Linked DNA regions of Drosophila melanogaster: regions 2 and 3 are each linked to region 1. The links are chromatin contacts, called in public Hi-C and targeted proximity ligation maps. All regions are on one chromosome and are shown on one strand. The core of a region is the stretch at or near the end of the contact, and the rest is flanking DNA. Distances in the headings are between cores, read along the strand shown.

Region 1 (2,536 bases), core at 27-2,526:
AATTACCTAACTTTACTCAATCCAATAAAACAGAATGGAACTATATATTAGATATGGACATATTTCGATGCCAACAGCGATGTCATCGATGTTTTCCAAACATCGGCAACTCGATGTTGACTCAAACATAAAAATATATGTATTCATAACAGGCAGATGTCATATTATTTTATATGTGACATGCCAGTATTAAGCGATGCTGGTATAGAATGGGAACTCAAAAATCATGCACATAAATATTTTTTTTTACATCTAAGGAATATATTATTTTATATACGTAATTTTTATGCATGCTTGTCGCACAGGTTTTATGTTAGGCTGTCATAATAATTTCAAGCCGCCGGGAACGATATAATCTTCTGAAGTAGTCATGCATTTTTGTTACATTTTGTTTATATGTCGAAAGGATTTTTTTTCAATAATAACAAGAAAAAATGCTATGTAGACTTTCCCGACTATTAAATATCCGTTACTCAGCTAGAGGCAATATGATCGCGAAATATCATAATTTTTCTGGGACACGGATAGAAATTGGTGAATGCAATGAGAAAATATTTAAAATTGTTCAAAAATGTGGGCGTGGTCGTTTTTTGGTCGGTTTGTATCGTTAGAGTGGGCGTGGCAAAAAGTTTTATGACAAATCAATAGAAATTTACAAAACTAATAAATATATGAAAATATATATCAACACAATTTTCAAAAGTGTGGGCGTGGCAGCGTTAGGCGTTAGGTTAATATCATATGGTTAATCTAAGCTTTATAGCTTATATTGTTCCTGAGATCTCGACGTTCATACGGACGGACAGACGGACACGACCAGATCGTGTCGACTACTGATCCCGATCAATTGTTCCAATGCTTCCATCAGCCTATTAGGAACTTTTAAACGATTCTGGTATACCCTATTACTCTACAAGTAACCGGTATAATAATAAACATAGAAAACAACAATCCTGATATGTGTGGAATATGTTAATTCATTAAATGAAATATTTTTGTTGGTAAAAATTAAAAATATTATTAAACTTTTCTCAATCGTCTTCAATACTTGAATATCACATATTTTTCACGAGAGTTCAATCATCAAAAATCAATTTTAATTATTTTCTTAAAGTCATTACTAAAGAATGACTCACAGGACTCAAAACTACAAAACTATTTAACTTATTCATTATATATTGGTTACGTTACGTAGGTCATGTGGCTCAGTGGGACTATGATATATTTAAAGCCCGCATTCTTTACAGCACTGCAAAGTTACAATCCTGGTACTATTAATAATCAGTGGACTACATATTATCGAAAAAGGCGTCGTCGGTTAAAGAATTTATGTTAAAACCTGATAAAATGGGCACGTTAACCGATTTCGGACAGATAGCTTTGAAATGGGATCCCAAAAATTTGGAAATTCGCACAATGTCAGTTGAAAAAACACTTGAACCCCTTGTATTACAAGTAACTACTCTTGTAAATACCAAGGGCCCAAGCAAAAAGAAAAAAGGTAAAATGTTTATAGCTTATAGTGCCTAGAAAACCTAAATATTAGAACTTTCAATTTTAAAGAAACTTTTTGCGAGTCGTGAATAACTGTGCGTATACTCATTTTAATTTTATTAATTATAAGTATTGTGTACATACGAGAAATGATAGAAAATGTTCTAAAACGGCTGTGTATACTATACATACATATTGTGACATCTTAAATTTTGTAGGATAGAAAGCATTTGAATTCATGTAACAAGCTTAAAACTGAAAAGGAATGTGAAAGCATCTTTTACCTCTTTAAACGCAAAATTGCGAAAATATAAAAAAATAGCCTATTAGTGATTTACATATATTTTGATTGTGTTTCATTTTGTTATATGTATATCTTTCCAATTTCTATCGATATGCAATAAAAATGTTCAAATTTATAGTTCGCTTGGCCACTAGCTGAGTAACAGGTATCTGATAGTCAAGGAAATTTACTATGGGGTTCGCTGTAATATATATTTGTTACTCGTAAAGTAAAATGGGGTACTAGATTCGTTGAAAACTAAGTATGAGGTAGAAGAAAGCGGTTCCAAAAAAAAAATATATATTCTAGATCAGGATCAATAGCCGAGTTGATCTGGCCATGTCCGACTTTCTGTCCGTATGACAAAGCGTTTTCATATGAATTCATATTTTCATTAGTCTTTTAAATTTCTATCGATTTACCTTTTTTTTTTATTAGAGTTTATCATTTATTATTAGTCATACGTCAATAGGAATCGTTCAGTTCCTTCTGAACTTAACCTAATGTGTAGCTTAAGAGATATGGATTCCGTTCCTTAATTAAAGTGTATACAAATGTACCGTGGAGAGAATCGATTTATCAAAAAACGTTTTGCAACGCCCACTCTAACGCCCAAAAATTGGTTTTCACACAAAAATGTTTTGGTATTTTTCATACTATTTTATTGATCTTGTAAATCTATTGATATGCCAAAATACCTATTGTCAGGCCCACAAACCGCCCAAACTTTTTGAAAAATATATTTCTTGTTTAAATATA
Region 2 (2,536 bases), core at 23-2,522, 210 kb after region 1:
TCTAATTTAATTGTAGTTCCAGAAAGTAACAAACCTTTTTCTTACCTTAAAGCAATTTTGATATATTCAATAAGATTAAAAATCCGTCGAAAAGCTTTTGAAGCTCTTTCAAAAGGATCTTTTACAGCTACAAAAGTGAAAGCTCCAAAATGATTTGGCATAAAAGGGCTGTTAACGGATTCGTCAGGCATAACTATTGTTCTATTTATAATATATTGGATATTACTCAGTAAAGATAATTGAAAATCCTTCCATTCAGTTTTATTATCCATATGTTCTTTATCGGAAATGCCATGAATTTTGTGTAACAAAAACCAACATTCACCAGATTGATAAACAACTTCATCGTTTTGGCTGTCAATTAATAGTACTAATATATTTTTGATACTTGATGATTTAGTTTTTATTCCTTTTGGGTAATATTTTAGGCATTTCTTGATTGTGTGTAAGGCAGCAATAGTTGAGCGATTGTGCTTATATATTTCGTTGTGAGATAAGCATTCCAGTACTTTAGATAAATGAGCAGATGCGAATACTTTTGACACATTACCGTCACTCTGGATTTTGTCCAGAAGGAGTGCTGAAAAGTGAAAAATATTTATATTTCATAAACGATTAGATATAATTCATTGAGAGCTTTAAAACAAGAAAGTACAAAAAAATTTAAGCACTAAAAAATGTATTACTGTGGACGGCAGAGTCCACGAGAGGAATATTAGCGGTAGCAGAATGAATTAATACTGTGTTTTGCTTTGTTATAGAAAGTAAACCAATTTATTGTAAAAAAAAAGCCTATGGTAAAAGCCTTTAACCAATTTGAAATATTTTTTTTTTTAGATTTGGTTACTACCATTTTTTTAAAACTATTAATTAAAATTTATTAATTAAAAACTTACCCATAGCGGAAAATATTAAATCACCATATGAACACAACTCAGGTAATTTGCATGATTGAACTAATAAATATGTCCATGTATTAACATTTTCCTCTAATTTAATGTCACTTTTTTTAAGGTAACATATTAAGAGTCGCAATCCAAGAGAACGTCGTCTACGGTTTTTCAAAGTCGAAGTTATGAATTGATCCATACTGATATCTATTGTTCAATAAATGAAATCATACAGTACTTATTAGAAATTGCTAAGATTTAATTTTGGAGAGTTATGGAAAGACATACCAAACTGAATCACACTTTCCTAACTTATTTCGATTCCAACATTATAAATAAAGCCGACATGTGGTTGACGCTGTTATCAAATTAGTGTGCCCACCCCTTAGTTATTTAACTTATCTTTACTGATAATAATGTAAAGAAACCAGCTTTTTCTCTAATAATATATGATTTCCACAGAAACTCATCTATCTCCATATACGTCACGGTCCGTATGAGACCATGCAACCAATTAAGTCATATACAAATGATATGTGCAATATATCAATATATTTTGCATTTTGATTTCATTGTAAGAAATAATGCAGGCATCTAACGCTTGTTTTTGAATCATTATTATGGCAATTTGTCAGCAATATATAGCTGCTATAAAGATTGTGTTTTATTTTATACGACTAAGTAAAACAATAAATAGTCAAGTTAATCCAAATATGTAACAGGCTCATGGAAAAAATTACACAAAAATACCTGTTGTTACTTTTCAAGATAAAGTTTCAATTAATGTCCACCCTGTAGTTCCACAATTCATCGCTTCTGAAAAACATCACGCTCTCACCAATTCTCGCGCTTGCGATCTGTTTCTTAAAAAATTTAAGGCGATGAAATAGCGATTAAAAGCTGTGTTCATAAAATAGCAGTACAAGAGAAACTAAGAAAAACAGCCGTATATTTCCATGATTCCACCTATTTTTGTAAATGTAATGTGTAGATATGAATATAAATAAAATTCCCTTCGTTCTTCATGTTATCCTTTTTATTTACATTCTTGAACAACTTTTAGATTGTTCATAAGAATAACAGTGTCTCATTTTGTCCAACGTAGATTCCCGAAATCATCAATATTTTCTAAAAAGTGTGTTTGGTTAGGTTATTTCCTATAACAGGGCAATAAAACCCCAAACGTTACCAGGACCTAGAGGACTCCATGCCGCGTAGGTGTAAGGCTGTGATAGCTAACAAAGGCAATCCAACCAAGTATTAGACACTTATTAACACATTAAAAAGAAAAACTAAGTTCGTTCTAAGTCAAGTTGAATTTTGTTACTATTTTTTTCAAAGCACTGGTATTTTAGTGAACACCAGAATTTCTGCCTGTTATGTTGTTTTAATATATATTTTCGAAACTATTGAATAAATAAAGGTGAAACATTTGTTGAATTTTTATTTAAATTTAATTTAAAATAAAAACCTAATTATTTTTGACCTATGTACAAAAAAAAATTGGCCATTAACTGTACATCATGGATTTTTTTATCTCAACTCTAATAATGTTACAGATTATGTTTTTTTTGTAGCAAAAAACCACTTCCCTTCCGCATGTGAAGTCTATGACTTTTTTAATCACGAATGGTGAATGGTGAAAC
Region 3 (2,536 bases), core at 21-2,520, 190 kb after region 1:
TACCCGCGTGGATGAGGAAATCATCATCATCAATGACCGGCCAGCCAGCCACAGACAGGCAATGGAACAGATGTCTATCTACGTGGCACACATCCCATTACCTTCAACGATCGCGTCGTGATAAATGACACCACCTTTATAAATCACGACAAGGCCCAAATACGAGCTCCAGGGGTAGCTAGTTCCGCATCATTGAATATCACCGCCAACAAAGATATTCTGAGTCTCCCCTGTCTTCACCAGCTGAGTGAACGTAACTTGGAGTTCATCAAAGAGTTCGGGAGAGAAATTGATACTAATCATTCATAATAATATTTATATATTATAATATTCGCATAATATTTATCGCAGCAGCGGTTTGTTTACGGTTCATCGGAGCGCGGAGATCTACAATCCAATTAAACGGGATGATCGCCGAATTAGGACCAGCCGAGGACGGCCGTAATCTTAAAGGGGGAGTCGTTAACACAAGCCAACCAACTAGAACAGTTGGTTTAGTGTATTAAACATAATATCAAAGTGCTGACCCAGCATTGGGCCGGAAACCCGTGCGCAGCCGGCAAGCACATCATATTTGCGTGGCCGCTTCGAGTCTTTGTTAGCTATAAGAATCATTTTTAAGTTTCAGTTTGAATTTGCATTTACCATATTAAAGAGCGACAGCTCGTCAACTCCGACTAAGCGTTCTAAAACATATTTTTATTACTTACTCTGCCAGACCACAAGGCTGGCAGTTAAAAGAGGAAAGTTCCTCTCAACGTAAATAATAATCTTCTGCTCCCCGGAGTAGCCATCGACGGAAGCCCTTCACCTCTGGAGGAATCCTGACGACGACAGTATCGCAAGACGGTGCGATCAATCTTTATATAATTTATATATTCTTTATCAGTATCAACAGCCGAGTCGATAAAGACACGCCGGTATGTTCGGTCGACCGTTTCTATGTAAGCAAGGCCTTAGTTTTAAAGCCATCTCCATGAAAATATCCCAAACATGTGATTTCTATTGCTGGAACGGGCCGATAAATGCCATGTAGATACGTGTTTGTTTTTTTTTTTTGCGTCATAATGTGTTGTTTTATTCGGTTTACACCAATTTTTACAGTGTCAGAAATCCGAGCTTCGTTTTTTTCAATAATTTCTTAAAGATTAATTACTACATAGCTTATTTTAATAATTATATTATATATCCACATCTAAGATTAAAATCATAACAATTGGATGTGCTTAGTGTAATTTGCTTATAAAAACTACTTTATATTTTCATATTGCACTGTTTCATTTTGTTGGCCAACCCGTAACGTCACACATGTTCCACTATAAGAATAAATATACACATTAATAATAGTATCATCGCATAATTATATGAAACTATTGACAGAATGGATATAAGTGTCTTTGAATGGAAGAAAGTGGATCTTTTCAATATAATCGTCGTACCATTTGTAAAAATTCCGAACACGGCAGAAATATCGTGCTACTGCTTTCCCGAATCAAAATCAAGCACTGAGGAAAGAAATATAAAATTAGTAATTTGTGATAAGAACAGAAATATTCTTATTTACCTTTCAAATTGGGAGTGTATTACCTTCAAATCTCCATCCACGCGGAAAGCTATTGCTCTTTGTTCCCTTACCAGCAATAACAGCCTTGCGACTGTCACACCGGATATCAATAATGGTATTCACATTGATATATTTGACCTTAATAGATTAACAAAAAAGCAAGCAGCTCCAATAATTGCATCTGCATATACTCAGCCTTCAAGTACGCCCTTATGCCTCAACGCAGACGTCATTGACGATAAATTGTTTGCGTTGGCGATAGGATTGGGAAATGGTGATATTCTTTTGCATTATGGAAAAATCACAAAAAATTTTTCTGCAAATATTCGCCAACATACTGTTTCTGGAAACGCAGTCAATGGAATACATTTTGATTTCAAAACACAACCTTTAGATACAACTCAAATAATGTTTGTGACATGTGTTCAAGGAGTTTATTGTTTTATGTTAAAAGAGAAATGCATAATGGATACAAAATTTGTACTTGATAATGATAAAGGTAATCTTAATTACCGCAGTATAATGTGCAAGGCTGGAGGTGGCGAAATAAATGATTCAATGTTGGTTGTGGGACGGGCAGACGCTGTTTATTGCTACACTCCTGAGGGAAGGGGTCCTTGTTTTGCTATCGAAGGAGCAAAGGAATGCCTGGCTTGGGTAGGCCATTACCTAATCGTCGGCGTCAAAAATTCAAACTTAAAGCAGAATGCAACGACACTAATTGTTTTAGATACGGAAAACAAAATAATAGTTTTTCAAAGGCAATTTCAGGAATTGTTTTATGTAATCAGTGAAAACAATTTTTGTTATATTGTTACGAATTCTGGCGACACGGATGCTTGCAACATGTTAATGTTAGAAAAAAACAGCATAGATGTTAATATACGTCTCTTAGTTGAAAAACATATGTATAACATTGCATTGAGATTGTTGCATCGAGAAGGCTATACTTCATCGCCAGAAACTGCATTG

Evidence for each region. A called contact is a pair of places that touch in the nucleus more often than the background predicts.
Region 2: a contact with region 1 is called in a targeted proximity ligation map of the Kc167 cell line, with 3 times the contacts expected there. A contact is called at or near these places in 1 of 107 Hi-C or Micro-C datasets (the Kc167 cell line) and 2 of 7 datasets of targeted methods (the Kc167 cell line and the S2 cell line).
Region 3: a Hi-C map of the S2 cell line shows a contact between it and region 1, with 3 times the contacts expected there. A contact is called at or near these places in 1 of 107 Hi-C or Micro-C datasets (the S2 cell line) and 1 of 7 datasets of targeted methods (the Kc167 cell line).

The regions. Positions count from the first base shown.
Region 1 is chr3L:23,336,840-23,339,375 of dm6, reverse strand. alpha-Cat (alpha Catenin) reads left to right here and starts at 1,276. Exons shown (of 12, transcript NM_079495.3): 1 at 1,276-1,501. The coding sequence starts at 1,330. ND-MLRQ (NADH dehydrogenase (ubiquinone) MLRQ subunit) reads right to left here and starts at 50. Exons shown (of 4, transcript NM_001275306.2): 1 at 1-50. mir-4942 (mir-4942 stem loop) reads right to left here and starts at 148; the gene lies at 39-148.
Region 2 is chr3L:23,124,761-23,127,296 of dm6, reverse strand. CG33217 reads right to left here and starts at 1,272. Exons shown (of 8, transcript NM_206425.3): 1 at 1,179-1,272; 2 at 897-1,097; 3 at 46-580. The coding sequence starts at 1,089.
Region 3 is chr3L:23,149,233-23,151,768 of dm6, reverse strand. It overlaps Vps11 (Vacuolar protein sorting 11), which reads left to right and starts at 1,270. Exons shown (of 1, transcript NM_168987.2): 1 at 1,270-2,536. The coding sequence starts at 1,382. It also overlaps asRNA:CR45164.